Regions from separate parts of the Mus musculus genome. Here region 2 is linked to region 1. A link is a contact called in public promoter capture Hi-C data. All regions are on one chromosome and are shown on one strand. Each heading gives the region's core, a stretch centred on a gene start, on an enhancer-like site or on the middle of the called end of the contact. The rest is flanking DNA. Distances are from core to core; before and after follow the strand shown.

Region 1 (5,087 bases), core at 1,885-4,384:
CCTCATGGCTTGCTCAGCCTGCTCTCTTAGAGCACCCAAGATCTCCAGCCCTGGGGTGGCACCACCCACTAAGATGTGGGTCCTCGCACATCAACCAGTAATTACAAAAATGCCCTGCAGGCTTGCCTGTGGCTCTATCTTATGGATGCAATTTCTCAATTGAGATTCTCTCCTCTGAGATGACTCAACTTGTGTCAGGTTGACATAAAACTATGATAGCTGACTTTTTGCTACTTTGTGGGTTCTTATTTCTTCTACCCTTATCCACCCTTTATCCACCCTTTCAATCCCATAACACTTGGTGAGAGAGGAAAAAAGAAAAAGAGGAAAGGGTTCCCTGAATAAAGTGAGGGGTCAGAAATGGGGTGACATTTTCGTTAGAGTACTTCCTGTTGATTAGGGGTGTTGAGTTCCTTGGGGCAAGTTTGATCTTCTTTATCAGGATATCTAATTTCTTTGTCTTCTTGCTGTTTACGTGTGACTACTTAACAAACTTCGACCAACAGCAAACCAGCCAATAACCCATCCCACCTCTTAGGGCCCTAGCATTTATATATACCCTCTGAAAAGTCCCTAGAATTCCAAATGTCAAACAATCACAGAAACTATCTACGGCTGGCAAAATCACGCCCCTTCGAGAGCATGAGGCAAATCGTCATCTGCTGTCTATAGTATGAAGCAGCCCCATATCCCACCTTGGATTAAAATGAAAATATAATCTTACCGTCTTTCTCTGTTTTTCAAAAACACTCAAAAAAAAAAAATCCAAAATTTCCATTACAGCTCCATTCAGTGGAGGAAAGTGGGTAATAACAGATCAGAAAATGGAGCCAAACCCCAATAGGGATTTTTACAAATGTGGCCCAGGAATCTCAAACTGTTTTTGAAGGAGTAATAGACGTGGACATCAAAAAGCTGAAGCTGAAGCACCTTGTGCTCTGACCCTTTGACCAGGACCCAGCTTTGATTGGGCAGGACTGCCCTTGTTTAGATGGCTCTGATTTGCATGGCCCTTAATTTGCATGATAAAGACTGCCCAGCGGAAACTCTGTATGTGCACAGTAACTCAAGCTCACCTCCCAGAACTGTACACCAGGCCTTCTGGACCGTGCTTTGCATGCCAGGAAGACAGCCACCCCAGCTATGAAAGTACTTCTCTTCAGCGGGGAATCCTCTTAGTCAAGCTTCCAGTGGTGGCAGCTGCATGCTCGCTAGCCTGGGCTGCTCCCCTCTTTGTCCTTATAACCTGTTCTTTTAGTGACCTGAGCTTTTAATGGTGACTTGCCACTGTGATAGTGAGAAAGAGATTGGACAGCGGTCTTAGGTTCAAAGGGAACTCCAATGCCTCAAATTCCAAAAGGCAGTCCTAACGCCCATAAATGAGCTCAACCAGGGCTATGGGAGGATTTCTGCTGGTTAAATTAAAGCCAGCATTCTTAGGAACTTGTGAAGCCTGTTTACCCAAAGGAATCATTTCTCTTCCCCTGGCAAAAAGGCTCTCCAATTAACATATACCTATGGCACCTATCGGCATCCCAAGGTCCATGCCAGTCCCAAGGCTCCCTCAGTCCCTACTCAGGAATACTTGTCATATATTTCAAAGCTCATTTGAGTCTCCTGGCCCTTCCCTCTCTCCAGCTACTCACCCTTCTCACTCTCTTTTTTCTCCCCTGCTATTCTCTCTTCTCTCACAGAAGCCCTGGCCATGTTCAGTCAACTCTCGTTCTGCTCTGGGCAATTCTAGATGCCTCTGGTGGCTCTCTCTTTCTGTCTCTGTCTCTGTCTCTGTCTCTGTCTCTGTCTCTGTCTCTCTCTCTCTCTCTCTCTCTCTCTCTCTCTCTCTCTTTCATATCTACAATTAAAACCTTCTCCATACCCACACAATGGAGAGGTCATGCTGTCAGTTTATATAGATGGTGAGTGAATTCACCATTTAGACTAGAAGAAGAAGAGTTGGTTGAGCCATTTGCATTTGCGCAGAGGGTAGGGGTCACCTATAACATCCCCTGGTTAGAACTTCAGGACTCCACGCTAGGGGGAATTCCCAGTGGGGATAAGAGGCTGCTTTTTCTAGTCTCGTGTTAACCGGCTTTCCTTCACGAGTTTCTTCTCGTGAGAATCAAGATAATATCTGAGATGCTAAGCAATTAAAAAAAAAAAAAGGCAAGAAATGGAGCTGACAGCTCCTAGATGCTGTGAAGGAGGAAGTTTATTACAGATAAGTGGAAGAGTTAGCGAGAGACAGACACACGTGGGGGAACCCAAGCAGTCATGACTTTGAACCACGTGGGGAGAAGGGGAGAGGAAGGGAGAGAGAGGACTCAAGTACAGCAGCCGGGAGGCCAAAGGGGCAAAAGGAGAAAAAGGGGGCAAAGAGTAGGTAGCCAAAATATCTGGATTATTTAGGGAAGAGCCTCTGGGTAGAGGGTGGCGTGCCATCCGTGCCCTGGAACAGGTAGGGACTGAGGGATGCTGGGAGAACCCGGAGGCCAGGTCCACTTTGATATGTTTGTTAAGTAGATACCTCAGTTACTTGTCCTGAGTTTAAAACTTAACACTAAGAAGATCAATTAACACAAAATATGTGAATTTTAGCAAAAATGAGAGTCACATAATAAATATTTACCACATAAGAGCCATCTTTAATAACTAAAGATCACTCCTAAATTTGAATTAGGGAGAAACTAGAGAATTAAAATATTGTTTTCTTTTTTTATGCCCTTGAAATTTGTTTTGCAAATAAAGTCTTTTTTTTTTCTTTTATAGTGTCTTCTGCCTAGACTGACAAGTTGACTCTGAACTCAGATCTTCCTGTATCTACCTTCCCATTGCTGGGGCATACAAGCCTGTATCTGCATGCTTAGTTTATGTGGTACTAGATCCAACCCAGCCAGAGGGGGGCTGCATGCATGCTAGGCAGAGTCTCTGTCCACTGACTATATACATGACTACTACTATCTCTGTCCCCAGCCTTGTAAATTGAACCTTCTATTGTCTGTGAGGATATAGTTCTTATAAATATTATTAAAACTGTACACAGTTTTTCCTTTAATATAATCACTTAAATGTCCAGTAGGCAGAGGACTGAATTCACACAGACTTCCTCTTTCTGGCTTCCTGATTTCTGTTAGTGGTATAACCACCTCCTGTAACTCATGATTGGAACACTAATTATTTTTGACCTACCATTTCCGTCTTATCTGACCTTCATCATTGCTTTCAAAGCTTACCCCGCCCTTCTCCCTGTCTCTGGCCACCACTCCTGTTCAGGATACCACCTTGGCCTTTTTGCTTCAACTTTCTCTTTTCCTCCCATCAAGCTGAATTTAAGCCTGTTTCACCACATCATCTCTGCATCTGCTCGGCTGTCTCCAGTAGCTCCTACCACTTGTCAAATAAAAGACTATTCAACGTCTCCTTGAAATGTCAGCTGGAAAGGAAGACAGACAAACGAACCAGCGACTTAAGACAGTACAGCCTTTTACAGGGAGCAGCAACTCAGAGGGCTTTTTATAAGAATTGTAGTCTGTTGTCCACTTAGCTGGGGTAGTTACAGGGCAGCAGTTGGGGAGGGGTAGGTTGCAGGAAAGGTTCCTATTGTGGCTGGAGTTTGGTGTTTTCTAACAGTAGCAGGTGAGAAGTCAGTTAAAGAATGTCAAGTAACACACAAACATCTTCCTGGGCTGGCAAGGACTTGGGGTTCACAGGGCAGCCCAGCATCTGGAGAAACAAGTTAATTTATTTCCAGAAGTTAAACCACTGTAGTTACTGGAATTGGCACAATTCTACCAAACTGGGGTTTTACAAAACAACATTCTGTCTGGCTAACACTTCTCTGTGAGATGGCCTTAAACCCATACCTCATGGCTTTCTGAAACCGGTATCATTTTATAGCCCAGGCTGCTCTCGAACTTGAGCCTCATAATATCCTTATTTTTTTTTAACTTCTATAAATCTGTTACTATGAAGGGTAAGATGTAGCTGAAGTGACTGAGGTAATGATACTGTATCCTGGAGCTACTTGAGTTTGCTTAGTACAAGGCCCTCTACCCCACAACGATCATGTCTGCCTCCAGCACACATTTGATATTTCTGTGACTTTGACCATGCTCCAGACGTATTAGCCAACATAATCAGTGTAAGCTAAAATAACTGAAGAAGGTGTAAGTTAAAAATAATTGTCATGTTATATCTGAAATAATTACTATGCTCAGGCAAGAGTAAGCACTTCAAGTGACCTCACCTAACTTTGGTTGTTGGTCTTTATGATTTTTGCCTTTAGAAACACTGTACCTTTGAGCTTCCTCACCAAGAGACCTTGAGGCTCGGGAGGCAGAGGCAGGTGGATTTCTGAGTTCGAGGCCAGCCTAGTCTACAAAGTGAGTTCCAGGACAGCCAGGGCTATACAGAGAAACCCTGTCTCAAAAAACCAAAAACCAAAACAAAACAAAAAACAAACAAACAAAAAGAGACCTTGAGGCAATGAGACTCGGTCTCCAGCTAATAAAGGACTCATTATACTCTTAGTAGGCTTCGTGAGCATGCCTGTGGGTACCTTTCTCACATGAATGACTACAGTAACAAGATTAGAATCAAGTGAATGAGCTTTATGGTAAGGGGCCAGTGAGATGACTCAGCACAGGGAAGGGGCTGACAACCCCCAAACGCCTGAGTTTGATCCTCCCAAGTGGTAGAAGAAAACAAACTCCAGCATTCTGTTCTCTGACCTCCACACAGACGATGGTGTGTGTGTACACGGATCTCACAAACAAACAGAGAAGTGAATAAATGAACCAAACTTTTTAAATAAATGAATGGAGATCTAGTCAATTGGATAAAATGAGAGATAAGTAATTTCTACTTTGGCAAGACAGAGTGGCTATTTGAAGATAGGAAACTGGGCAAGAAGAAAGAGCAGAGTATGGCAGATCATGACACCACCAAACAGAAACTGCCAACAAGACCATAAGTAAACCAGGGTTTCTTTTAAATTTTCAACTTAATTATTATGGTGTGTGTGTGTGTGTGTGTGTGTTTGAGAGAGAGAGAGAGAAAGAGAGAGAGAGAACAGATGTGTGTATGTGTGT
Region 2 (4,777 bases), core at 53-2,552, 300 kb after region 1:
ATGTAACTACATGTTGTATTTATAAAAAGATAACGAGAGAAGAAATATTGGTGGAGGTGTAGTCAGGTGGGGGGGGGGGGAAGGGGTGCCTCCAGGGCCCATGCTGAGGCATCCCTTCCCCCTGAGGGACCAGGCACATGATGGTACAGTATAGAATAGAGTTTATTCAGGGTATGGGGAGGGGAATTAAGGGTGTAGTAGCGTAGAGGCAGAGAAATGAGAGTGTGTGTGTGGTGTGTGTGTGAGACAGAGACAGAGACAGAGAGAGAAGAGGAGGCGGGCCATGAGCACATGGAGAGAGAGAGACAGGGAATGAGGAGAGGGGGGAAGGGGTGAGGACAGAGCAGGAGCAAGAAGGCAAGAGATCAAGCAGCCCCTTTTATAGTGAGTCAGGCACACCTGACTGTTGCCAGGAAACTGTAGGGCAGAGCTTAGGAAAAATACTAACCCTACAGTTCCTTCCAATTCTTTTCTTTTAATGTTTAGTGTCTACCTGCATGCATCCTGCAGGCGTGTCTGTGCACCACATTCATAAGGTATGCCTGGAGGCCAGAAAGGCCCATCAGAGGTTCAGAGCCTGAGGTTCCAGGTGATGGTGAGCTCCGTGTGTATGCTGAACCCGGGTCTACTGGAAGGGCTCTTAACCAATGGTTCTCAACCTTTCCAATACTGAGACTGCTTAACACAGTTCCTCATGTTGTGGTGACCCCGCCCCCCACTATAAAAATCATTTTCGTTGCTCCTTCATAACTATAATTTTGCCACTGTTATGAATTATATTGTAAATATCTGTGTTTGCCAATGGTCTTAGGTGACCCCTGGGACAAGGTCATTCAACACCCCTCCCCCAAAAGGAGTGAGACCCAAAGGTTGAGAACACTGATAACTGATAACACCGGCCACTACTCTAGCCGCCACTGCGCCAATGTGCCAATGCTGTGTTCTCTCTCTCTCTCTCTCTCTCTCTCTCTCTCTCTCTCTCTCTCTCTCTCTTCTCTCTCTCCCCCTCCTCTAAAATAAGAAAACTGAAGCACACATTGAGTTCACACAGCAACAGTTCACACAGCAACTTGTTACTTACTACCATTGAAGCTTCTCTCTGGCTTAGGTGCTAAGCAAGGGAGGCTTATTTATTGAATTTCAGAAAGGTGGTTGGTTCTTTAATGTCCACTCACAAGCCTGTACCCAAAGCGATGGCAGCTGACAGCTGGTTTCATTTCATTGTCTTAGAGGAGAGGGCACTTTGCGATCATGATCACGCTGTCTGTCTGAGGAAGTGGGGTTTGTGCGTGAGGTGAGGACCAGTGGTCTCCAGAACAACTTCATTGTAAACAAAAGGAACCGTAGCGCTGCATTCAGGCTTCCTTTTGTTTGTATGAAAGGGGCTGCTTGCCCTCTCTCTCTTTTGCTCTTGCTCTTCTCTTGATCTCTTCCCCTCCTCCCTCTCTCCATGTGCTCAAGGCCAGGGCTCCCCACCCCCACCTTTCTCTGTCTCTGCTGCTTCCTCAACTCCCCTCCCCATGCCCTAAATAAACAGGAAGGGATGCTTCAGCATGGGTCCCCTGCACAGGCACTCCCCCCCCCCTGCCCCCCCCCCCCCCCACTATACCTTGCCTCCACCAAACATATCCCTGGCTTCTTTTTCTTTTTTTTATAAAACACAACAATTGTACAATGAAAAGTAAGTTAAGAAGACAGCAAAGACCAAAGTGCAGCCCAACTTTTGGCTCACTAATACTCTGTGCCCGGTGCACGTGTGGAGAGGACCAACAACTTTTATTAAAAAGGAGCCTGGGGTTCCTTGAGTGAGGGAGTACAGAAAATACTGCTTCACAGTGAGTCTGCAGCGATGGAGGAGGAAGACGAGTCTTTAAGAAAGGGAAAGTGCCTGCTTCTGCATCCAGGGTGGAAACCAGAGTCAGCTGTGGGCGGTTCAGGAAGTGCACGGAGGCATAAAGTGCGTGGATTTCAGACGCGCGCTCCTATTTTTAATGTTGGCTAAGCCACTCCCATGCTTTCGTCTAATCTAAGAGTATCCAAACGGGCTGGCATTCCAAATCGCCAACCTCCCAAGGGTTGCCTTTGCCAGAAGCCTGCCTGGTAGTACTGTATAAACTATAGTAGTTGTGTTGAGCAAGCAGTATAATGGGTTTCCTGAGATTAAAATATTTCACTTGTTTAAAAAGGCTTCCTAAGTAAGAAAAGCTTATAGAATAAGCTACTATTTCTAATCTTGGTAACACAAAACTATGGTTTTGAGGAAAATCTGGCTCCCCTTCCCTTCCTATTTCAGTGTTAACTATCCTACTAATGTACTGTAGAATGTGTGCCATTGTCTTCTACAGTTTGATTTCCAGAGTTCCAAAGGCACCTCCAAAGTCCCAGAGACCTTGGTCTTAGACTCTCCAATCAGTAGACACCAGGAAGCCACACTTCAAGGAGACAAGATGTTATTTATCATTTCTATTAGAGATGAGTAAAGTAGAATTCAACAGCTTAACCGGACATGGTGGTTCATACTTGTAATCCCAGTCCTAGAGAAGGCTGAGGCAGGAGGATCATCAGATCAAGGTCAATACAGACGATATATTGAGACACTGTCTCAAAGTGTGTGTGTGTGTGTATCTGTGTGTCCGTGTCTGTCTGTCTTACTTGAGAATGGAACGATAGCAAAAGATACAAGCCTTTTCTGGATGCTAAACAGAAATAATAAAAATTGTAGTTTGAGTATATCTGCATTAGTCCACATCCAGCTTATTATACTGGAGAATGTATATACACACATATACACACACATAAATATACACATACACACACACACACACACACACACACACACACACACATATATATATATATATATATATATATATATATATATATATATATATATCTCAACATTATGAACAGGAAAAGAAGTGGGTTCTAGCAACTACCAGGAGAGCTATGCCATCACAGAGGGAAATGCTCCACGTACCAGACATCCCTGTCTTAAAATCTACCAACATCCTGTGCACATAAACCTAACTTCATGGACCCGTGCACCCTGGTAACTAGGCAACATTATCTTTTCTCAACTGTTGCTTTCTCCCCATGGGCTGAGAGTGTTTGAATCTTAAGAAAGTAGGCACAGATATGAAAGCAAGAGATTTAAAGAGAAGCCTATACTCAAAGGTAAAATTTCTTCTTTTGCTTCCTCCAAATATATTTATTGTTCAGGTGGAAAGCCATTTTTAAAGAAGCACCTTGCTAGAATAGCGTAGGCAAAAATAGACCACAAAGACAGAGAAAACCAGTAAAGAAAGATGGAGAGACAGCCCCATGGGGAATATCCTTACAAATGGAAGGACCTGAGTTTCCATCCTTAGAACTCACATAAAGCCAGACACAAGCACAATGAAATCCCAGCACTCCTACAAGATCAGAGGCAAAGACAGGGGAATCCCTAGAGGTTCATGGACCCTCCAGCCTGGCAGGCACTGTGAGAGATGACAGGAGACCCTGCCTCACAAAGTAGAGGGCCAGGAAGGACATCACTTGTATTCTGTGGCATGCATGCACTTGCACTCATGTATGTGAGCACACCCACAATAAAGAAAGGCAGGAGGGAAGGGAGGGGAGGGGAGGAGAGAAGGGAGGAGAGGGTAGAGGAGGGAGGGGAAGGGATGGAAAAGAAGAGAAGAGGGGAAGGGTGGGAAGAGAAGGAAAGAGAGGGGAAGGGAGAAGAGGGGAAGAAAGAAGAGAGGAGAGGAGAGAAAAGAGAGGGGAGGAAAATAGAGGGGAGGGGAGGGGAGGGGAGGGGAGGAGAGGAGATGACATATGTCAGGCATGCCATCACATACCTATAGTACCAGTCCTTAGGAGATTTATAGTGGAAGGATCAAGGTGACAGTTCAAGGTCAGCTTTGGCAAGTTGAAGGCCATTCTGATTCTGTCTCAAAAACAAATAAAAGTAAACATAAAGTGCTAAGAAATCAAGAAAAACGTTGATTTTTCTGATGGTTATAATGTGTGATAAACTGATTCCCTCTTGTTAACCTTCTGTTTAAGAGGCGATCATTATGACAAAATGGATGGCTAAGAGAGACCACTGCCAAGTGTCTCATTCCACATAGACTTGGTCCATTGTGTACCAGGTCTTACACTTCACATGATTGTGGTGATAAAGCCTTTTGGGTTAATGTTGCCTTTATCCTCTGTCTCAGTTTCATGTCCTGTGGCTGTGTTTAAGAACCCTGACAAAGGCAAGTTAGGGGACAAAGGGTTTATTCTGGCACCAGTTTCAGGTGACAGTCCATCATATCAAAGAGGTCACAGAAACAGGAGCCTAAGGGAGTTGGTCACATTATCTCCATAATCAGAAACACGGAGCAATGCAAGGTAGTGCCTTTCTCACTTCCTCCTCCCTTAGCATCTGCTGCCTAGGGAGTGATGCCTTCCACATGGAGTGGGTTTTCCCACATCAATTAATATAATCAAGATGGCCCCTCGGGATGTGCCAAAGGCCAACCTGATCCAGAGAGTCCCTCACGGGGACCCTCTTCACGGGTGAGTCTACATTGTGTCAAGCTGACAATTCTAACTAAGCATCATGTTCTATGACACTAGGACAATTTCAGAGTTTTGTGCCTGTGACTTTCCATTCGTGGGCTCTGTTTCTCATCTTTTGCCCAATGCAACTCTGGTTTTTAGTGGCTGTCCTTCTTTCCCTAACCTCAATTTTTTTTCCCGTTCAGAATAAACCGGATCTCTAGGGAGAGAGTTCTTAGTTCCTCGA

What was found. Promoter capture Hi-C pulls out the DNA fragments that hold promoters and counts their contacts.
Region 2: a promoter capture Hi-C map of pre-B cells shows a contact between it and region 1. The contact joins two enhancer-like sites. A contact is called at or near these places in 3 of 39 promoter capture datasets (the C10 cell line, liver and pre-B cells) and 2 of 115 datasets of contacts at active chromatin or transcription factors (bone marrow-derived macrophages and large pre-B cells).

The regions. Positions count from the first base shown.
Region 1 is chr10:111,116,282-111,121,368 of GRCm38.p6, forward strand. No RefSeq gene overlaps it. Among named protein-coding and RNA genes, the nearest start is that of Gm29916, 35 kb to the left of the region's middle. Within about 2 kb of position 3,135, at least 99 of the 459 cell types and tissues checked have an H3K27ac peak or open chromatin away from gene starts, as enhancers often do. A contact at or near this core is called in bone marrow-derived macrophages and pre-B cells, where this site is marked.
Region 2 is chr10:111,420,874-111,425,650 of GRCm38.p6, forward strand. No RefSeq gene overlaps it. Among named protein-coding and RNA genes, the nearest start is that of Gm30145, 45 kb to the left of the region's middle. Within about 2 kb of position 1,303, at least 95 of the 459 cell types and tissues checked have an H3K27ac peak or open chromatin away from gene starts, as enhancers often do. A contact at or near this core is called in bone marrow-derived macrophages and pre-B cells, where this site is marked.